Regions from separate parts of the Canis lupus genome. Here region 1 is linked to region 2. The links are chromatin contacts, called in public Hi-C maps. All regions are on one chromosome and are shown on one strand. The core of a region is the stretch at or near the end of the contact, and the rest is flanking DNA. Distances in the headings are between cores, read along the strand shown.

The links. Hi-C and Micro-C count contacts between places; a contact is called where the count stands out from the background.
Region 1: a contact with region 2 is called in a Hi-C map of blood, with 2.6 times the contacts expected there. The contact joins the promoter of FAM174C here to the promoter of REEP6 in region 2. A contact is called at or near these places in 2 of 9 Hi-C or Micro-C datasets (amygdala and blood).

What each region holds. Positions count from the first base shown.
Region 1 is chr20:58,000,501-58,005,007 of UU_Cfam_GSD_1.0, reverse strand. FAM174C (protein FAM174C) reads left to right here and starts at 3,196. Exons shown (of 3, transcript XM_038568022.1): 1 at 3,196-3,479; 2 at 3,839-3,955; 3 at 4,431-4,507. The coding sequence starts at 3,196. The coding sequence ends at 4,431. It overlaps CIRBP (cold-inducible RNA-binding protein), which reads left to right. Exons shown (of 8, transcript XM_038568015.1): 7 at 1,906-2,036; 8 at 2,217-2,380. The coding sequence ends at 1,910.
Region 2 is chr20:57,835,651-57,839,588 of UU_Cfam_GSD_1.0, reverse strand. REEP6 (receptor expression-enhancing protein 6) reads left to right here and starts at 1,339. Exons shown (of 5, transcript XM_038567992.1): 1 at 1,339-1,532. The coding sequence starts at 1,418. PCSK4 (proprotein convertase subtilisin/kexin type 4) reads right to left here and starts at 571. Exons shown (of 15, transcript XM_038567987.1): 1 at 362-571; 2 at 1-99. The coding sequence starts at 556.

The sequences.
Region 1 (4,507 bases), core at 1,947-4,446, 160 kb before region 2:
TGCTCAAGATCGTCCTTCCAATGGCTGTATATTTAAAGATTTTGGGAGCTTCGCTGAATCGTTAATGTGTAGTGAACACACCTCCTTGTACCCCACTTTTGTAGTCTTATCGGTTCTGATCTTGTCAAACACAGCCTGACTGCTTCTGACCCCCAGATGGCCTCATTACTAGACTTTTCTTTTTAAAGAAGCGCTGTTTTTAAGGGTTTTAAAAACGTTTTGAAGAGCACTTCAGATTTTCCTTTTTTGTTTTTACTATGAGCCATAAGTTTTTTAGGAAATCATTGGGGGTTGCGTGGGTTTTGGTTTTGGTTGTGTTGCCTTTTTTGTTTCTCTTTTTAGTGGGGTCAGGCCCGTGAAGTTGGGTGCCCCAATTCACTTCTCTTAAGATTGAACGGACTCTGAATCCGCTTTTTGTCGGAAGCTGAGCAAGCTGTGGCTTTTTTCCAACTCTGTGTAACGTTTCTGAGTGTAGCGTGGTAGGACCCATCCTGGGGCAGTAGTAGCAGAGGTGCCCTGGCTGCCCTGGGCCTGGCCTGTGCGGCCCTTCTGTGCTGTGTATGACCCACAGTAGACTTGCAGACGTCCCCTCAAGAGGTTCTTGAAAATGTTTATTTATATTGTCCTTTTTTACTGGAAGACGTATGCATATCCCATTGATGTTGTATTTGAAGTGGTTAAGGAATTCTTGTACGCAGTTTTCTTTGGCTTTACGAAGCCGATTAAAAGACCGTCTGAAATGAACCTTGCTCTGACAATTTCCCTTTCATTGCACAACACACTCCCTGCTACGGGTTCGAGGCAGTTGGAACTGAGCAGAGAGCAGTTTGAGAAGGCGGTCTGCCGGTCCTGCCTGAGGCCCTTGGAGAGCTAGACAGGGAAGGCAGGATAGACGGACGCTTGCCGGGCCCCTTGTGACAGCCGACTGCCATTGGTCCCGGTCAGGTGAGAAGGTGGGTGACGGGGTGGGCAGCTTAGCAGGGGCGGTGGACACTCGGGCATGTGACGCTGACCCGGACCGCCTTAGTTAAGGAGTCAGCCAGAGAGTGGACAGCAGGCAGTGTCCCTGGGCGACCACAGGATGACCGGCTCGTTAGCTAGCTCTGCTGTTGCTTTACAAGTTCTGAGCTTTCACCGCTAGCCTATGGAAGCTGCAGCCCCTCGGAGGACAGAAGTGTTGTGCGCCCAACAGAAACCTCTGAGACGCAAGCTGCTCCCTTGGCTAGCTCATATGTGGAAATAGCCCTGTAATTCGAGGTAACTCCTTTTGCTCGTGTCCGCATCCCTCCTCTTGTCAAGAGCTCATTTGAAAGTAAAGTTATGTACCTGGGGAATGTTCCTTTGACTGTTTTTCCTTTTCCATTTTTCTTTTCTTTTTCCTTTTTTGTTTTTTTGTTTTTTGTTTTTTAAATCAAGCTAGCACTAAAGTCAGACCTCGGCCGTTGGCCTTTCCCCGCCTGCAGCCAGGCGAGCGGCCTGGGCAGTCACGCCTCAAGAGTAGTTTCGATCCATAAGCAGGATTGGAGACCACCGAACGCCCTGCCTTTTGGAATTTTTGTTCATCAATTGACCGTCTTTTCCAGACCTCCTTACCTCAGGCTCCTCACTAGCTTTCTCTGATGTCTGTTGCCGCCATGAGTTTTTCCCAGAGCCCACACTCTTCTCTAAGCAGCTCCATCCCAATTGGGTAGCTGGCTCTGCTTAAGGGTGGAACGTGGCCTGGCCCATCTGAAAGGCGCAGGCCCACCCTGGGCACGCCAGCCTGGGACGGGGCCTCTGCCAGGATGGCCCCGATGACTAGCTTGAGACCCTCCTAGGAGCTGTGGATGGTTTCAGGGGAGGTGGGGAGGGGCAGACACGAGCTGTGGCTGGGACACTGGGCGTAACGCTTCTTTGCTTTGGCAGGTTGAAGGGAAGCCATTGTGACTTGGAAGGGTGGCCAGAGTGCAGCGATGACCTGGGGTCCCTGTCCCAGGAGGAACTTCACCTGGAAGCAAGAGCCAGAGGCACGGCTATCTGTCCTCACCATGTTACCTGTAAGTGCTATCATGAGGTGGGTGCTTTGAGGCCCTTTGGCCCTGACAATGCCTGGCCCACCTGGTGGGTTCTCCTTTCCTGGTCTCCTGCTCTACTGTGACGCCAGCTGGAGGCTGCGTTCTGGGGCCCCCTGCCGGTACCAGCTCTCCTTTACGCCCCCCCTGCTTCTTGTCTTCCAGCAGGTACTTCACTGGGGAGGCTGAGGTGCACGGATTCATGATGCTCCGTGAGGACAGGTGTGTGGCAGTTGGCACCACACGTATCTGGTTCTCCCCCCGATTCTCCCCCTCGTCGGTAGCAGGACCTGGAAGTTGGATTTGAATAAAGGGCTGGTGTGTCCGCACAGAAGTCTGAGTTTGGCTTGGGGTGCGACCGTGGGGTGTTTGGGGTGGGGAGTTGTCTGCTAGAGAAAGTCTCTCTCTGGCCTCTGTTCAGGGCACAAGCTGGACCCAAGCCAGGACCCGGTCACTTTGTTGTCTCCTTGGGCAGTGGTTGTAGGTTTTGACGGGCAGTGAGGCCGAGAGATGGTGGTGGACCCCAGGCCGCCTCATGTCAGGTGGGCACCTGTCTTCCAGGGTCTTGGCAGAGTGGTCCCCAATCTCCCATCTTGTGTTGACTGAGCTTGCGTTCTGGGTTGGTTGCCTCCTGCCCGGTTCTGGGGTGCAGAGCATTGGGGCTGACCCTTGGTTGGGATGCCTTAGTCCTGGGCCACTCCCCTCCACTCTCAGTAGGACTGGGAGGGCGGCGGCGGCAGGGAGCCCCGAGTCCTCCCACAGGTGGGGGCGGCCCCTGCGGAGAGCCAGATGCCCCCCACTAGCTGGACAGCCCCTCTCCCAGGGGGAGGAGAGCCGGGGAGCACTCCGCGCGGGGTGGGGGCTCCAGGCCGCGGGCCTCGGACCCCACCGTGCTAGCCACAGGGAGGAGCGGAGGGCGCCCGGCGGCCCCGGTCCGCGGGCGGGGGAAGCCCGGGGTGCGCGCGCAGTCGGCGGCCGCAGCGCCTGTGGGCCCCGCCCGGAAGCGCCCGAGGATCCGCTCGGCAGGGGGGCGGGGCTCCGCGAGCGCTAGGCCCCGCCCCCGCGGGCCATTGGCCGGGGCCGCCCCCGCGCCGCTGAGTGACGGGCGCGGGGGGCGGGGCGCAGGCTCCGCTTCCGCCGGGCCATGGGGCCGCGCGTGCTGCCGCCGCCGCCGCTGCTGCCGCTGCTGCTGCTGCTGTCGGCGCTGCTGTGCGGGGCCCAGGAGGCCGCGCCCCCGTCGCCGCGCCCCGTGCAGGCCAGGCTGTCGCCATCGCCCGCCGTGACGAACGGGAGCCAGCCGGGCTCGCCGCACAACAGCACGCACGCGCGGCCGCCGGCCTCGCCGGGCTCGTCGCTGCTGCGCTTCTTCTACGTGCTCACGGGCCTCAGCGGCCTGGCCGCGCTCTACTTCCTCATCCGGGCGTTCAGGTGCGGCCGGCGGCGGCCAGTCCTCGCGCGCCTCCCGCCTCACGTGTCGGCGCCGGGCCCCGCCCCCGGAGCGCCGTGGCCGGGGGGGGGGGGGGGGGACCCGGGCGCGGCCCCTCCCTCCGGGTCGGCGGCCCCGCGTCACCCCGCCTGGCCGCGCGCCGCCTCGGTTCTGCGGGGCCCGGGACTCCCCGCCGGCCGCCAGGGCCCCGGGGTCCCGCCGCTCGGGGAGGGGCCGGAGCGGCGCCGGGGTCGCGGGCGCGGAGGGCGCGGAGGGCGCGGAGGGCGCGGGCGGGCTGGGACGGCCCGCGGGCTGGCCGGACCCCGACGCCGGCCCTGAGCTCGCCTCGGCCCGCCTGCAGGTTGAAGAAGCCGCAGCGGAGGAGGTACGGCCTCCTGGCCAACACCGACGACCCCACGGACATGGCGTCGCTGGACAGCGACGAGGAGATCGTCTTCGAGACCCGGAATCTGAGATGGTAGCGCGGCCCTCGCTTCAGGCTCCCGGGAACCGGGCTTGTCGGGGGGAGGGGGCCGCCAGCCCCGAGGCCTGCCCCGGCCGACCCGGAGGCCAGGATGAGTGTCGGGGACAGTGTCGTGGGGCCGCCGAGGGGCTGGCTCAGGCTCGGGCCCTGTGCCCCGGCGGGGAGGAGGCTCGGGGCAGCAGCGGCCCGAGCAGTCGCGAGCCGCCCTCCGGGACAGGGCGCAGGCTCGGAGGCCGGGAGGCCGGGACAGCGGGCAGGGCGCTGCTCTGAGCTGCCGGGCCCGCGGGGGCGGCGCTGGTGCCATCCGGGAACCCCCTGCCTGGCGGCGGTCTGGTGGGGCCCCGCGGCCCGCGGGCTGGGGAGGGGGGCCTGGCGGACTCCGGGGGACGCTGGACAGCGGAGGTCTCTGCTGGTCACTGGCAGGGGGAGCCCCAGGCACCGCGGGGTCTCACCCCCCCTTCACCCCCAGATGCTCCGGTCCAGGAGGCGGCCTTTCCAGAAGCCCCAGGGAGAGGACAAGAGGCGGAACGGGCTCCGGGGGCGCGC
Region 2 (3,938 bases), core at 90-2,589:
GTCTTTCTTCAGGCGCAGGCAATGGCCCCAGTGTGGGGTCAGGGACTGCTGGACCACGCCCCGATGCCGCAGGTGGAAGTACTGCCCGTCAGGAAAGATCTGGGAACGTGGAGAAGCATCCGCGACCATGGCACCTGGCTCCGACATGGAGTGCCCCAGGACAGGCCAACACCTCTGGCTTGCTTCCCCCCCAACCAGGTGCCCAGGTGGGGGCTTCGGTCGCCCCCCAGAGGCCCCAGAATCTGAAGCTGGTCGAGGCAGGGGTGGGCTGGGGCTTCTGGACATCTTGAGTACCCCTCCCGTCTGCCGGGGTCTGGGGTCGTCCAGGCCCCGCCCCTCCTGTCCATCGGGTCCCACCCACCTGCCCCAGGTAGACGAAGCCGAATTTGCGCGCCAGGCGCTCGGCCTCCCGGTAACCCTGGGACACCCTCACGGCCCAGCTGCTGACATAGATGGGGGCCCGGGCCGAGGACCACCCCACAGGCAGGGGGCCAACGAGGGCCAGGCCCAGGGCCAGGGCTAGGCGCAGCCAGAGCGCAGTCCGGGCGGGCCGCATGGCGGCGGCGGCGGGGGCGGGGCCGGGCCGGGGCCTCCGAAAGCCCCTCCCCCTGGGCAAACCGCCGAGTCGGCCCAGGCGCCCGCCCCGCCCCCGGGGCCATAGCAACCCCAGGAAGGCTTCAACTCCCAGGGGGCCTTGCGGCTCCCCCTTGAGGGGCGCGAAGATCCGGCCCGAGTCGGGGGGCGCCCACGGCCGCCCGGGGCCTCCGCAGACCCGAGCCGTCTGCAGCCTCAGTGTCCCCGACCTGGACGGTGACCCGCTCTCCCGACCCAGAGGAGCCGGGTCGCCGCGGCTCTCCTCGGCCCCGCCCCCGAGAGTCAGCCCTGCCTCCTGCCCGGCGCCGGCGGACTAGCGCGTCCCAGTAAGTCCCGCCTCCCGGACTCGGGGCGCCCCAACCCCCTGCCCCGAGAGGCTGCCTCCTCCTTTATGATCAGCCCCGCCCCTCCCCTGCCCTCGCCAATCAGCTCCGGCCTCTCTCGGGTCCTCCCGCCAGAGGCTCCGCCCCCACGGCGGCTCAGCCAATAATCCCCGGCCGTGGCCCCGCCCCTTGCTCCGCCCACGTCCCGGCCCGTCCGCCAATCGGCGCGCTCAGCCGCGGCGCCCCGCCCACTGCCCCCGGAGTCGCGGCTGCGGCGGCCGCGGCCCGCCAGAGGGCAATGCGGCGGGGGAGGCGGGGCAGGCCCCACCTCCTTTGTCCGCCCTGCCCTCCCATTGGCCGGGGCGGGGGGCAGGGGGCGGAGACCAGCCTGGGGGCGGAGCGGGGCTGCTCGCGCCGCGGGACGGAGGCACGCGCGCGGCGGGGCCGGTGCGCGGGGCCGCGGTCGAGCTCGGGCTGCCAGCCCCGGGCCCGCCGGTGCCATGGACGGCCTGCGCCAGCGCTTCGAGCACCTTCTGGAACAGAGGAACTTGGTCACCGAAGCGCTGGGGGCTCTCGAAGCCAAGACAGGTGTCGACAAGCGGTACTTGGCCGCGGGTGAGCCGTCCGGGGCGCTCGGGACTGCTGCCCCATTTCGCCGACCGGCACACTGAGGCCCTGGGGCGCCGGGGCCCCGGTCCCGACCCCTCGCGGCCGGCGCCTTCTGCGGGGCTCGGGCTCGGACGGCGGGGCGCACCTCACCGTCCAGCAGGGAGACAGACGGAGATGCTGGGGAGGGGTCGTGCGCCAGGACCTCGCGTCTGCCAGCAGCCTGTCCTCTGCCCTCGTCGTGCGATCTCGGGCGAGTGTCACCCCCTCTCTCGGCCCCTGCATTACCTCCACTCCCACCCTCGGGTCTGGCCGCAGGCCGCCGCTGCCCCTTCCCTGCTGGCCCTGGGTGACCGCCAGGCCGAAGTCCGGTTCTTCCAGTTGCTGTGTCCGCCCTGGGGGAGGAGAGGGTGGCGGGTAGGCGGCCAGTGCCCTGGAGTCTTGCCACCCCGTCCCACAAGGATCCCAGCCTGGAAGCAAGTGGAGCATCCTGCTGGGGCGGGAGGGTCTCCCCCACGTCTCTTCCCTCCCGTTTCCTGCGAGCCCACCCCCCCCCACGGCTTTGGCCCACTGTGCGTGAATACTTGGGTTGGGTTGTCTGAGGCTGTGACGGGGCTGGAGGGGTAGTGGATGCGGGAGTGTAGAGAGGAGCCCCAACAGCCGGGGAGCGGGACTCCTGACTATAACCATTCCAGGACCCCTCCTCTTCCTTTCCTCCTCGGTGACCTTGGGGGGCCCCTGCCAGTGTCCCAGACTGTCTGGGAAGCACTCCTCAAATGCCTCCTTCCCCTCTTTTCCCGTGTACCAGGCCCGTCAGTTCTGCAGCCACCCCCACACACACACCCGGGGTGCATCACAGGGACACTTTGTCCAGACGTGGCAGGGGGGCTTTGGGTGAGGACAGGGTGTGTGTCCTGAACACCTCTGTGTGCAGATCCTGGGAGTCCTCTTTCCTCCCATTTCCCCCAGAGGGGATCCCGTGCCCAGCGGCCCAGGGAAGGCCGGTGCTTTGCTTCCCGGGGCCTGCGGTGTCAGGGCAGGTCAGCTCAGCCAGGAACCTGCCCTGGCTTCTCTGCGCGTTTCCACATCCCTGGTACCTGGAGGCAGGGACTCTAGGTCATAGGGCAGTGGGGGGAGGGGCCTCCTGGGGAAGCTGAGAGTCACAGGGAAGAAACTGAGGCCCTCCTCTAGCGTCAGGAGCTTCGTGGGAGGCTGCCTCTGCCACCTGCCCTGTCTGGAGCATCCACCCCTCCCTCCTCACCTCTCCATCTGCCCCCCCAGCTCCATCTGTTGCTGATCTCAGAGAGCGTGCTCCCCCCATGTCCAAGGTCATCCACCCATTGCTGAGGCTGCAGGAATAAGGATTGAGGGGGGAAGTGCCCTAGGAAAGCTGCTCCTCCCAACCAGAACTTTCCCCCCCATCCAGATGTGGGACCTCTTGGGCCCCAGCTGCCCCAAATGATCAGATTCCCAGCCCGGACAGCAATAGATGAAACCCAGCAGAGACGGTGACCAGACCTCCTAGGGCCCACTGGGGAGGCTCCCCTCCCTCCCCTGACCCCAGGCCCTAGGGATAAAGACCAACGCAGGTGGGGGGAAGGGTGGGGGTGACTCTGCCCTTTGGCACACCAGTGCCCTCTGTCTCTGCAGATAACAGCCTGGGGGAGGAGGCTGGAGGCTGTAAAGTACTCCCAGGAGCCCAGAGGCTCTCTGAGTGACCTTGGGTCTCACTCCCCCAGTTTCCAGTGTGTTCTGGCCATTGAGTGGGCTACAGCGAGGAAGTGCAGGGACCTGCACACCAGAAGCACTTAATAAATGCAGTATTTACCATCATTGCTTTCAGAGTGGCTCGTGCTCCTGGTTCCCTGCCTCCCCCAGGGGTGTTTTCTCTGAGCCCTCATTTACCACTGGGAAAGCATGTGTGTGCCTAGAGGGTGCTCGGGAAACGCGTAGAGCTGAGTGGTATTTAGCTATCGCCACAGCAACCTTGGGAGACAGGGCTATTACCACTCCATTGACAGATGGGGAAACTGAGGCTGCTCCGTGTTGTGCGGCAGGTGGGAAAGCAGCGGGCTCTGTGCTAAGCTGTCTTGTGCTAAGACAAGGGTCCTTACACGGGGCCATGCTGTCCCTCTCGGGACACCGGGCAGTGACTGGGGACGTTGGTGGCTGTCACGACTGGGGGTGCTCCTGGCATCGGGGGCTGGGGGCCAGGGATGCTGCCTGGCACCCCAGGGCCCAGGACGTCCCCACCGAAGATGATCCTGCCCCGATTGTCCGCAGTGGTGAGGATGAAAAACTCCATTGAGATCAAAGTCACAAATGTTGCCTTTCCCTGCTACTGGGAATCCAGCCCGGATGACAGAATGGCCTTACTTTTGGGTTTTTCTCCCGTGACTTTCATTCGGACGCCGG